2 separate regions of the Sus scrofa genome follow, and region 1 is linked to region 2. A link is a contact called in public Hi-C data. All regions are on one chromosome and are shown on one strand. Each heading gives the region's core, a stretch centred on a gene start, on an enhancer-like site or on the middle of the called end of the contact. The rest is flanking DNA. Distances are from core to core; before and after follow the strand shown.

Region 1 (6,675 bases), core at 2,743-5,242, 39 kb after region 2:
CAGGGTGCAGTTTTTTTTGGGGTTTTTTGTTTTTTGTTTTTGTTTTTTGTCTTTTTAGGGCCCCACCAGTGGCATATGGAAGTTCCAAGGCCAGGGGTCAAATCAGAGATGTAGCTGCTGGCCTACGCCACAGCACACTTAGGATCCGAGCCACGTCTGCAATCTACATCACAGCTCATGGCAACGCTGGATCCTTAACCCACTGAGCAAGGTCAGGGATCACCTTGTGGACACTAGTCGGGTTCGTTAACCACTTAGCCATGATGGGAACTCCCAGTGTGCACACTTTTCAAGTCCCTCACTGACGGTCCTGGATGGGACACCAACATACTCTGTACAACTATGAGAATAAGACCAAGGGATCAGACATGGACTTCAAATGAGGAAAGACCTCCTGCCTGTTAAGAGCCTTCCACAAAGGAACAGGGCCCCTGTGAGTCAGGGAGCACTTTGCTCCTTGAGCAATGCAGGCAGAGACAGGACCCTGGAGAGGGAGGGAGACCTCCAGAGCACCACGAAGTGGGATTCGAAGACTGTTAAAGATCTTTCAAACCTTGAACTGCTCATTATTCTAAGCATCTGATTTGGTTCTGAAGTGTGACATTGTCAGTCTTGAAGAAAGGATCCACCCAACAGTGAGACCATGTTTCCACCCATCCTGCCCTGATGCCATGGCCTTTCAAGGAAGTCAGGGGCTGTTTGGATGGTACCGAATTTCATAAAAAGTCTCAGATGTTTCTATTAGATAATTATTAGATAACTGTTAAACTAAGTTTATTTTTAATTCAATCTAATCTTTTTGGGGGCCACGCCCACAGCATGTGGAAGTTCCCATGCCAGGTATCAAACTTGTGCTACAACTAAGGCAAATGCTGTGACAACACTGGATCCTTAACCTGCTCCATTGTAAGTGAACTCCTAGACTAAGGTTTTTATTTAACTATATACTAGTGTTTTTTTCCTCCATAATTATAAAACTGATACATGCACATAACAAAAAACACTTCAAGAAAATACCAAGGGAGGGGGAAATATGTAATTCTACCACCCAGAAACAACCATGATTGGCATTTTTTTTTTGTCATTTTAGGGCCACACAGGCAGCATATGGAGGTTCCGAGGCTAGGGGTGGAATCTGGGCTGCAGGTGCCAGCCTAAATCCAGCCACAGCAAGGCCAGATCCAAGCCGAGTCTGCAACCTACACCATAGCTCATGGCAATACTGGATCCTTTCACCCACTAAGCAAGGCCAGGGATCCAACCTGAGTCCTCATGGATACCAGTTGGATTCATTACTGCTGAGCCACACAGGAACTCCATGATTAGCATGTTTGATATAAAAATATCAAGTCTTTTTTGTGGGCAAAAATTTTTCCTCAAAATTGTTTTCCATTTTACATGCTATTTTAATGTGTTTTTTAAACTTATTTTGACATAAACAGAAAAGTTGCAAAGATAGTAAAAAGAATCCCCATGTACCCTTCACCCAGATGTACTGCCTTTTAAAAATTAATTGCAGGGAGTTCTCATGTGGTGCAGTTGTCACTGCAGTGGGGGTGGGTGGGCAGGGTCGGTCTGATGCTTTGGTGACAGATTCAATCCCTGGCCAGGGAACTTCCATATGCCTTGGGTGCAGCCAAAAAAAAAAAAAAAAAATTAATTGCACACTATGAACATTTTTTTATGTCCACAGACACCATGGCCAACATTTATTACTGGCCAGGTGAGCCTTTTATCCACCATGACTCTGCTATCCCCACAATAACCCCTTAAGACGAATACCATAATTTCCCACGCCTCACATATGAATAAATCAGGCCTTAGATGCTTCCAAAATGTCACTTCACAATCCTTTGTTATGGATCTTTGATTCCTATATTTGTGCACCTACTCCTTAGGTTTTCGATGCCATCTCTAAGTAAGATTATCCACAAAATTCCCCCAAGCCTGCTGGCAGGGCTGAAGGGAGGTCCACAATCACCACAGCACCTTAAATCCATGTCCCATCACCAGGCTACGCCATGGCCCATAATGCACAATGACTGACTACATTTAAAATCTTATAGTGATCTTGTAAACAGCTTAATGTTTCATTTATGATTCAAAATTACCTCATCAAATTTAAATATGTAAATCATACTCTCCTCTCTGCAACCCTACTGGATATTAGTTCATGTAAAAATGTGTGTCCATCCTATGTTCACAGAGTTATTCACAGTAGCAAACAGTAGAAGCAAACCAGGTGTCTACGAACAGATGAATAAATAAAATGCGGTGTCAGGGTGGAAAAATTTTCCTTCTATTTTTCTAATTTCTTTGGCTAGTCTAATGGTTAAATTGTCATAAAAAAGATTAATAGGCAAGGAACCAACTTAATTTCATATGTATGGGAGCCCTATAAAAATAAGAAGGTAGTCAGGCAAGTGAGGCTTATCTGCCCTCCTGAGCTGAGGGAAGGGTTGGGGCTGGAGCTTCAGAGGGGAGGAGGGCCACTCACAAGAAGAGAAGAGCAGGGCAGAGGCTTGGTGATTAGATGTTTGTCCTGCCATGCATGTAAGTCTTTTATTTTATTTTATTTTGATTTATTTATTTATTTTTTGTCTTTTTGCTATTTCTTTGGGCCGCTCCTGCGGCATATGGAGGTTCCCAGGCTAGGGGTCGAATCGGAGCTGGAGCCGCCGGCCTACACCAGAGCCACAGCAACGCGGGATCCGAGCTGCGTCTGCAACCTACACCACAGCTCACGGCAACGCCGGATCGTTAACCCACTGAGCAAGGCCAGGGACCGAACCTGCAACCTCATGGTTCCTAGTGGGATTCGTTAACCACTGCGCCACGACGGGAACTCCCCAAGTAAGTCTTTTAGATAGAAAAGTTTCTCTCTGGTAATTGCTTTTTCTGGTCTGGTCCTTATTTAAATTCTTTTAGGCAGTTAAGGGAGAGCTACAGGCTTTCCCTCATATTGCTGGATACTGACTGCCTTTGGCTCAAAGCAACCCGCGTGCCAAGTTGGCACACTTGGGGTGGCTATTCCGCTACCCTTCAGGGCTCGTGAAAACCACAGAACATCAACCTGCCTTGAAAAAGAAAGGAGCGTGCTACAGCGCGAGTGAACCTTGAAGACTTTATGCTCAGTGATGCACACCAGTCACAAAAGGACAAACACTCCAGGCCTCCTGTATGAGGAAAGAACGGTGGTTGCCAGGGACTGGGGAGGGACAAATGTGGAGGTACCCTTTCAAGGGTACAGAGCTTCGGTCTTCGGCAAAATGAACTTATATAGAGCCTGATCACAGAGCAACGCGATGTATTTAATGCCACTGAACTGCACACTCGAAAGCGACTAAGATGGTTAAGTTCCACGCTGTGTGTATATCACCGATATTAAGTGTTTTTTAAACTTACACAGGATGTGTTTCACATTAATTAAATAAGCAAAGGGTCTCCGACCCGACGCTGTGCTCAGAGGCAGCCCGCTCCGCCGCCCCACCTCCCGGCAGGCCTCCTGGGTTAAGCGTCACTCTGAGGCGACCCCGCGGCCAGAGAAGAAAACCTGCGAACCTGGAGCCCCGCACTGAGCCTTACACATGTCGTTCCCAATGGAACGTTTCGGGATTTGCGTCTTCGCTCGAGGAGACCGAGGCCCCGTGAGTCTTAAAGGAAAACACCAAGCCCGCAACAGTGGGCCCCCATACACTTCCTGGGCTCGGCTTCTCACTCTGTACCTTTCGCGGCAGGTCACGCCTCAGAAAGGAGGGACATAGCTCAGACCCCGGGTCACTGCTGACTTCGCGGCCCAACGAGGCGCTCTGAGGGCGGGGGAGCCGGGTGGGGAGGGAAACACGCCGCCGCTCACTTTCATTTCCGGCCGCCCAGCCAACGCCTCCATCTTGTGCCTTCTGCCGCTTACTGACAACAAAGGCGCCGGGAAATTCCGCGGGAGCCGTCTTTGGCTAGAAGCCTGCTGCAAGCCCTACGCCAGGATCGCCGCGTGTCCCAGAAACAGAACAGCTTCTCAGCGTTCCGAACCGCCCCATAGGCAGCCGCCATTTTGTACGGCAAACCCCTCTATTTCCGCGACCGGCCGCTGACGTAACTGGCGAGGTGCAAGCCAACAAAGGCCGCGCTCATGCCCTCTGGCGGCGGTACAGGAGCAGCATCGCCAGCTTTGACCTGCGGGGGGACTCTGCTTCCGGGTCTTCTCGGGGGGCGTGGCCCGGACCTGTGAGCCGAGCTGGGGCGCGGCTGCGGTGGCCTGGGAACGTGTGTATTGGCATTGGCGCGGGCGCTGTGTGCTGAGCCAGCATGGCTTGATGGGCTCGGTGATCTGTTAGTCACCGTGTCGGAAAGGCCCGTGCTGTTGTTGCCATTTACAGATGAGAAAACAGCGTCCACCTTGCCCTCCCCATTCAACCTTAGTGGAGGTGGCCCGGAGGTCCCTCCTTTATATAAAATGGGGTGACGTTATCTAATGGGCAGGGCAATTGCAAGGACTGAGTTTTCCAATCACAGTATCTCCTTAAATCTCCGTTTCTTACCCACTCGTAATAGTAAGAACAGCAACCCCTTACAGCATGTGTACCACTTGGTCTACAACCCTATGAGGCTCGTTTTACAGGTGAGGACAGGGAGGAAGGCTCAAAGTCCCCCAATAGCTGGTATTGGGGACAGTTTGGGGTGAGAGATTGACTAACTGTAACTGCTACACATTCTCCCTGTCAGGTGTGTGCAAAAAAGGTGGTAAAGTAACGGAGCCCAACCCTCATAGTTGTTGCAGCCTCCTGGGACAGACACTGGGGCTTCTAAGGCCAGGCCCCTCAGGGGAGGAAAGAGATGAGGTAGGGAAGAAGAGGGGGAGTACCAGAGGGAATGGGCTGGAGGCACCGAGAAGCATCTTTGTCCCTTCTGCACCAAAAGTGAGGAAATGGCTTTCAGCCTGAAAAATGGGAATCTGGGATGATAGTAATGATGATAATTGCTACAACACACTGAGCAGTTACCACAGCTACCACAGTAAGCCTTAATCCAGCCTCAAAAATGGAGACAACTTGGGAAAAGTAGGTCCCTTATCCTTGGCAGTCTTTTACTTACCTATGAAGCTAGGGCAGAGAGGATCCCTGTCCTGGCCACCTAGCCAAGTTGTTATGAGCATAGAGTTTTGGTGTTCTCTTTGCCATCTGATGTGGCTTTTTTTTTTTTTGTCTTTTTGCTATTTCTTGGGCCGCTCCCGCGGCATATGGAGGTTCCCAGGCTAGGGGTCCAATCGGAGCTGGAGCCACCAGCCTATACCACAGCCACAGCAACACAGGATCCGAGCCACGTCTGCAACCTACACCACAGCTCACGGCAACGCCGGATCGTTAACCCACTGAGCCAGGGCAGGGACCGAACCCGCAACCTCATGGTTCCTAGTCGGATTCGTTAATCACTGCGCCATGACGGGAACTCCTGATGTGGCTTTTGAGGGAAGATGGCGTTGGCAAGGCTGGGGAAAACAGGCGCTGTGACACCTACAGGTGGAAATGTATGTTTTTACACCTCATTGGAAGCCAAGCTGGCAATATCTGTTAACATAGAACTAAGGCCTAGGAAATTATCTTACAGGTGTATTGCCCCATATGGACAAAAAGACAACCCAGCATTTTTTGAATACCCAAAGCCTGGAAACAATCAATAGGGAACTGGTTTGTTAAAAAGCATGACACATTCATGTAAGAGCACAGTGCTCTTACAGCATGATCACCTAATTCACCTACAACTGTCACTGTTTGGCTGCAGATAATAGAATACTCTTCTATTGTGGTTTAAATAAACAAGTGTTACTCTACCTCATTCAATAAGTAGTCCAAGGATGGGCAGATCTGAGGCTTGTATGGGCATGATGTGCCATCAGGGACACAGATTCTTTTAACATTTTAAGAAGTTTTTCTTGGAGTTCCCGTCATGGCGCAGTGGTTAACAAATCCGACTAGGAACCATGAGGTTGCGGGTTCGGTCCCTGCCCTTGCTCAGTGGGTTAACGATCCGGCATTGCCCTGAGCTGTGGTGTAGGTCGCAGACGTGGCTCAGATCCCGAGTTGCTGTGGCTCTGGCATAGGACAGTGGCTACAGCTCTGATTAGACCCCTGGCCTGGGAACCTCCATATGCCGCAGGAGTGGCCCAAGAAATGGCAAAAAGACAAAAATAAATAAATAAATAAAAATAAAAAGTTTTTCTTATTGTGAATGATCATATCCTGATAACTACACACACATATATACATATAAATATACATACATGCGTGGAACATAAGTGTTCAAATTAGTAAATTACTGTAATATGAATATCTATATGACCACTACCTAGGTAAAGAAAGAAATGCTGGGAGTTCCCATTGTGATTCAGTGGTAATGAACTCAGCTTGTAACCATGAGGATGAAGGTTCGATCCCTGGCCTCCTCATTCAGTGGGTTAAGGATCTGACGTTGCCGTGAGCTGTGGTGTAGGTCACAGATGTGGCTTGGATCTGGCATTGCTGTGGCTGTGGTGCAGGCCAGCAGCTGCAGCTCTGATGCAACCCCTAGCTTGGGAACCTCTGTGTGCTACACGTGTGGCCCTAAAAAAAAAGAGAAAAAAGAAAAAAGAAAAAAAAAAGGAAAGAGAATGCTGCCAGCATCCCAGAGGCTCCCCCTGGA
Region 2 (5,982 bases), core at 1,079-3,578:
AATATTCATACAGCATTTTTTGGGCCACACTGATGACATGTGGAAGTTCCTGGGGCAGAACTGAACCTACGCCACAGCAGTGAAATACTGAGTTCTTAACCTGCTAGGCCACCAGGGAACTCTGCACACAGCATTATCTTTAACAACCACAAACCACAAGTTACCCAAATGCCCATCAATGAATTAATAAACACCTATGGCATACCACATAATGAAATACTCATAAGCAATGAAAAGATAAGTTACAACTGCACCCCACACAAAATCTCAGAAGCAACACTGAATCAATGAAACAAATACCAAAGTTGTATAGTTTATGATGGCATTTACACTAAGTCCAAATCAGATAAAATTGAACTATGGTGTTAAAAATCAGCAGGAGGAAGGAATTCCCTTGTGGTGCAGCAAGTTAAGGATCCAGCTTTGTCACTGCAGCAACATGGGTTGCTGCTGAGGCACAGGTTCGATTCCTGGCCCAGGAACTTTTGAATGATGCGGGTGCAACCAAAAAAAAAAAAAAAAAAAAAGTATACACTCATAAAAATAAAATAACCAGGAGTTCCCGCTGTGGTGCTGTGGATTAAAAATGTGACTGCAGCAGCTCAGGCTCATGTTGACACAGAGGCGCAGGTTTGATCCCCACCCTGGCAGAGTGCATTGAAGGCTCTAGTATTGTGGCGACTTCAGTTCAGATTCAGTCCCTGACCTGGCAACGTCCATATGTTGCATGTGTGCCCATATGCTGTATGTGTGGCCATTAAAAAAAATTTTTTTTTGTCTTTTGTTGTTGTTGTTGCTATTTCTTGGGCCGCTCCAGTGGCATATGGAGTTCCCAGGCTAGGAGTTGAATCGGAGCTGTAGCCACCGGCCTACACCAGAGCCATAGCAACACGGGATCCGAGCCGCGTCTGCAACCTACACCACAGCTCACGGCAACGCCGGATGGTTAACCCACTGAGCAAGGGCAGGGACCGAACCCGCAACCTCATGGTTCCTAGTCGGATTCGTTAACCACTGCGCCACGACGGGAACTCCTAAAAATTTTTTTTAATAAGATAACCAATTAACACTTTTGTTCTTCCTCTGGGTAAGTGAACTGAATTTTTCTTTTTTTACTTATGTATTTTCTCACTTTTTTTTTTTTTTTGAAAGAAACGACTTGTTTAATAATCAGCAAAAGAGGAGTTCCCACTGTGGTGCAGTGAGTTAAGAACCTGACTGCAGCATCTCAGGTTGCTGCAGAGGTGTGGGTTCTATCCCCAGCCTGGCACAGTGGGTTAAAGGATCTGGCATTGTTCCAGCTGTGGTGTAGGTCAAAGCTGTGGCTCAGATTCAATCCCTGGCTCAGGAACTTCCATATGCTGTGGGTACAGCCATAAAAATAGAATTAAAAAAAATTTTAAAAACAAACATAATAATCAGCAAAAGAGATATTTTAAATGAATGATAGTGTAAGACAGACACATTGTTAAAAGGAGTCAAATGCTGAGGGCTTTACAGCAAACACAAATAATCAAAAAGGCAGGCTGGTGCACCAGAAAGAGTGAGCTATGTTTTTGCAGACCCAGGTCAGCACTCTAGCAATTGAGCCACCTGAGCACAGGCTCAGCTCCCTCAGGCAGAAATACAGAAATGGCCACCCTCTGAGCCTGCGGGGCTGCTGTGAGAACCAACCGAAATCCTATGTAAACTGTAAGCACTACACAAACACAAAAACATTCAAAGACAAGCACTACGTAGGAAGGTTTTTACAAAACATCAATGCTCTTTAACAACTGTGCACTGAATGGCACAGGTCAGAGGACTCTGGAGTGGCTCTCACCTGTGGGCTGCCCCAGTGATTAGTTATTTCTGGGGCCCCCCCAGACCTGTCAGTACACAGAGCATTGTTGGCAGACTGACTAAATGCCAAACGTACCAGGCCCTATTTTTCATAATGTCTATGCTCTTACAACTGAGTTTTTTAAAAAGTTAATTCACAGATGCTTTGTTGTGTACTTTCAAACAACTCAAATAGAAATAATTTTTTACAATTAGAACTGCACACAATAAAGAAAAAAAAAGAACTGCATAAAAAGCTTGGAAACAAATGAGGTAACTATTTACTCCACAGTGTGATTTTTAAAGGGTTCCCTAACTGAGCCGGGCAAGCCAGGAAAGCCAGAACTAAGAAGCAAGCAAGCATCTACACCTGAGAAGGTATGGAGACCAGAAATCCTCAGGGCGCCTCGCAAAGGGCACACAAGCAAATCCACTTGAGAGCCAAGTCAGGTGGCAGGTCTCCCCCAACACGCTTCCCCAGATGTCTCCGTACTGACGCAAGCAGCCCTAGGCGACCAGGACGCGGAAGAGATGATCAGTCAATTCGATCCCCACGGCAGTGATGACATCACCAAAACAGCCCTGGCAAGGTTTGAGATCCCTGCACTAAGAACTGCATCTTTGGGCAAAGGAACAAGACCGATGCTGCATGTCACCACTGGGAGCAACTCTCAAGCTCTCTTCCACCCCCACGGAGACATTCTGCAAGTAGCTATTCTTAAATTTGTTTTTGCAATCACAGCCTGAAGTACTAAAATTGAAACTAGTCAGAGACGGTGCTAAAAATGCCTGTTCTGATTTCACCCACCGCACCACTTTTACCTTTGAATCACAAATCACACTGACCACAACCACCATTAAGAAGTTTTAAAACATTAATTCAAACCATTTTTTCTGTGTTTAATGCCATATGTGGGAAGGGAAAAGCAGAAAATAGAAGATGCGAGAGCAAATAACTGAAGAGATCAAAAGTTGCAGTCAACTGCAGAGAAGCACGTTAACAGATACACATCTGATAAGAGAGGAATGAATGCCTCAAGTACAATGGCCACCTCATGAGGGAGAGAAAGGTGGGCAGAAAGCAGTCACTGCACCATGGGGAGGGGGGGTTAATTCCTAGAGCTTCAGGCACCTTCAGAGGAAGACATCAGTACCAAGGGGAAACACTATTTTCGGCCTTACTCGGGAGGACTCCTGACTTCCTCTGAAAACCCTGCTTACAAAGCCCATCCACTATCTGGACAAATTCTTCTCAGCCATATTTGAATTATGTAGATGGAAAGTTAGACAATCTATGACAGAAGTAATGTTAAACACTTATGTCAAATCTCAGGAACAGTGCATAAAACAACTGTCACACGTGTGTGGGCTGGGTTTGCCACACCTTTGCGTAGAAAGGCTAACGCCAAGTACAAGGGCAAAATGTTATTAGTGCAGATCCTTTTGGAAATTTACTGAAAACGAATCCCATAAACAAACCTTTTGCTTTACTTGTTGGTTGGGGCAGGAATCAGATTCAAAGCCACATTTACCTTGTAGTTCCCGTCGTGGCACAGTGGAAACGAATCTGACCAGGAACCATAAAGTTGAGGGTTGGATCTCTGGCCTTGCTCAGTGGGTTGCCATGAGCTGTGGTGTAGGTCACAGACACGGCTCAGATCTGACACTGCTGTGGCTCTGGCATAGACCAGCAGCTACAGTTCCGATTAGACCCCAGCCTGGGAACCTAAATATGCTGCGGGTGTGGCCCTAAAATGACAAAAGACAAAAAAAGTAAAAATAAAAAATTTTAAAAAGCCACACTTGTAGTTCCCGTCGTGGCTCAGTGGGGAATACGACTAGGAACCATGAGGTTGCGGGTTCGATCCCTGGCCTCACTCAGTGGGTTAAGGATCCGGCGTTGCCGTGACCTGTGGTGTGGGTCGCAGACTCAGCTCAGATCCTGTTGCTGTAGCTCTGGCGTAGGCCGGTGGCTACAGCTCCAATTAGACCCCTAGCCTGGGAACCTCCATGTGCCATGGGAGCGGCCCAAGAAATGGCAAAAAGACCAAAAAAAAAAAAAAAAAAAAAAAAAGCCACACTTAACTATAAGGCTATGCTCTTTATTATGGGGTTTGGCGGGGGTGGGGGGGTAGGCCCAGTTGGCACCAGAAAAAAAATTCTGCCCCAGGTGGTCAGTAACAATTACCTGGAGGAATGTACTAATAAACTATTTTTAGAGTGTCTTCTACATTCCACTCTACCCTTCTGTTTACTCGTACAATTCTACCACAAATGTAAAATGCACATCCCCTCTTAAAGAAGGGGAAGCCAGGGGACTTGTGGGAGATGGGGTGGCCAAGGGTTTTACTAGGATGATACTGGTACTAAGACTGGGTGGCACTAACTAAACTCTGTCAGCCATAGAAAAATTTTCACCAGCATGCCAAACATGCCTTTGCTCAGAGAGCTCTGCAACAGCCAACATCTGCAAGCACACCAACTCCCTCTTGAGTGAACAACAAAAATGCCCCTAGGGCAAAAGGAGAAACAAGTTTAGAGTTGAAGGTTACTCTTCAAAAAAAAAGCACAATCCAGAGTTCCCATAGTAGCTCAGTGGTTAACGAATCCAACTAGGAACCATGAAGTTGTGGGTTCGATTCCTGGCCTCGCTCAGTGGGTTAAGGATCTGGCATTGCCATGAGCTGTGGTGTAGGTCACAGATGCAGCTCAGATCCTGTGTTGCTATGGCTCTGGCGAGGCCAGTGGCTACACTCCAATTCGAACTTTAGCCTGGGAACCTCCATATGCCACAGAAGCGGCACTAGAAAAGGCAAAAACACAAAAGACCAAAAAAAAAAAAAAAAAAAAAAAAAAGCACAATCCATTAGAAATCGCGATATCCTCTACAAACTCCCTTCAAAAGCAAAGCAATCTGTGCAAACACTGTTGTTAAAATGAACAAAGCCTTCAAGTTGGCCATAACACTATGCGCTGTCTGGGCTGTTTGGATTACTACCGATGCACTGGTTGAGATGAGAAATAACTCCTCCTTACAAAAAAGTCTCAAGATGTACAGCCAAGCCATTCCACAAGAGAATTCCTAGCCATGATCACTTACCGTTTCTACATTACTTGAGGAAAGGAACCATGCCTATGTATGTGAGTCAATACGCCCAATGCCTGATACACAGTAGATACTCAAAACATTTCATGAATAAATGAAAAGCTACTTATCAGCAAACCAAAAAGTTACTCATCAGCATCAGGTACCACCTCACACCTGTCAGAATGGCCATCATTAATAAGTCCACAAATAACAAATGCTTGAGAGGATGTGGAGAAAAAGGAGCCCTCCTGCACTGTTGGTGGGAACGTAAATTGGTACAACCACTATGGAAAACAGTATGGAGGTACCTCAGAAAACTAAATACAGAACTACCACATGACCCATCAATCCCACTCTTGGGCACACATCTGGACAAAACTTTCTTTGAAAAAGACACGTGCACCCGCTTGTTCACTACAGCACTATTCACAAGAGCCAAGACATGGAAACAACCTAAATGTTCCCTGACAGATGACTGGATTAAGATGTAGTATATATACACAATGAAATACTACTCAGCCATAACAAAGAACAAAATAATGCCATTTGCAGCAACACGGATGGAACTAGACTCTCATACTAAGTGAAGTCAGAAAGAGAAAGACAAATACCACATGATATCACTCATATCTGGAACCTAATATATGGCACAAATGAACCTTTCCACAGAAAAGTAACTCATGGACTTGGAGAACAGACTTCTGATTGCCACGGGGGAGAGGGAAGAAGTGGGATGGACTGGGAATCTGGAGTTAATAAATGCGAACTATTGCATTTGGAATGGATAAGCAATGAGACCCTGCTGTATAGCACCAGGAACTATATCCAGTCACTAGTGATGAAGCATGATGGGGAATAACGCGAGAAAAAGAATACACACGTGTGTGTGGGTCGCTTTGTTGTACAGTAGAAAACTGACAGAACACTGTAAATCCGCTATAATGGAAAAAATAAAAATCATTTAAAAAAATTACTCATCATTCGCTCCTCTTACACAAACATTAAGGATACCACACTTACTACTCATTTACATATACCAGGACAAATAACAAAATCTAAAAGGAAAAAAAAAA

Evidence for each region. A called contact is a pair of places that touch in the nucleus more often than the background predicts.
Region 1: a Hi-C map of alveolar macrophages shows a contact between it and region 2, with 2.0 times the contacts expected there. The contact joins the promoter of RAB7A here to the enhancer-like site in region 2. A contact is called at or near these places in 1 of 5 promoter capture datasets (liver), 24 of 47 Hi-C or Micro-C datasets (alveolar macrophages, blood, brain and 13 more) and 2 of 2 datasets of contacts at active chromatin or transcription factors (alveolar macrophages and skeletal muscle).

What each region holds. Positions count from the first base shown.
Region 1 is chr13:71,882,766-71,889,440 of Sscrofa11.1, forward strand. It overlaps RAB7A (ras-related protein Rab-7a), which reads right to left and starts at 3,993. Exons shown (of 7, transcript XM_021069433.1): 1 at 3,857-3,993.
Region 2 is chr13:71,845,018-71,850,999 of Sscrofa11.1, forward strand. All of the region lies in intron 2 of RAB7A (ras-related protein Rab-7a), which reads right to left. Among named protein-coding and RNA genes, the nearest start is that of RAB7A, 39 kb to the right of the region's middle. Within about 2 kb of position 2,329, at least 7 of the 83 cell types and tissues checked have an H3K27ac peak or open chromatin away from gene starts, as enhancers often do. A contact at or near this core is called in alveolar macrophages, where this site is marked.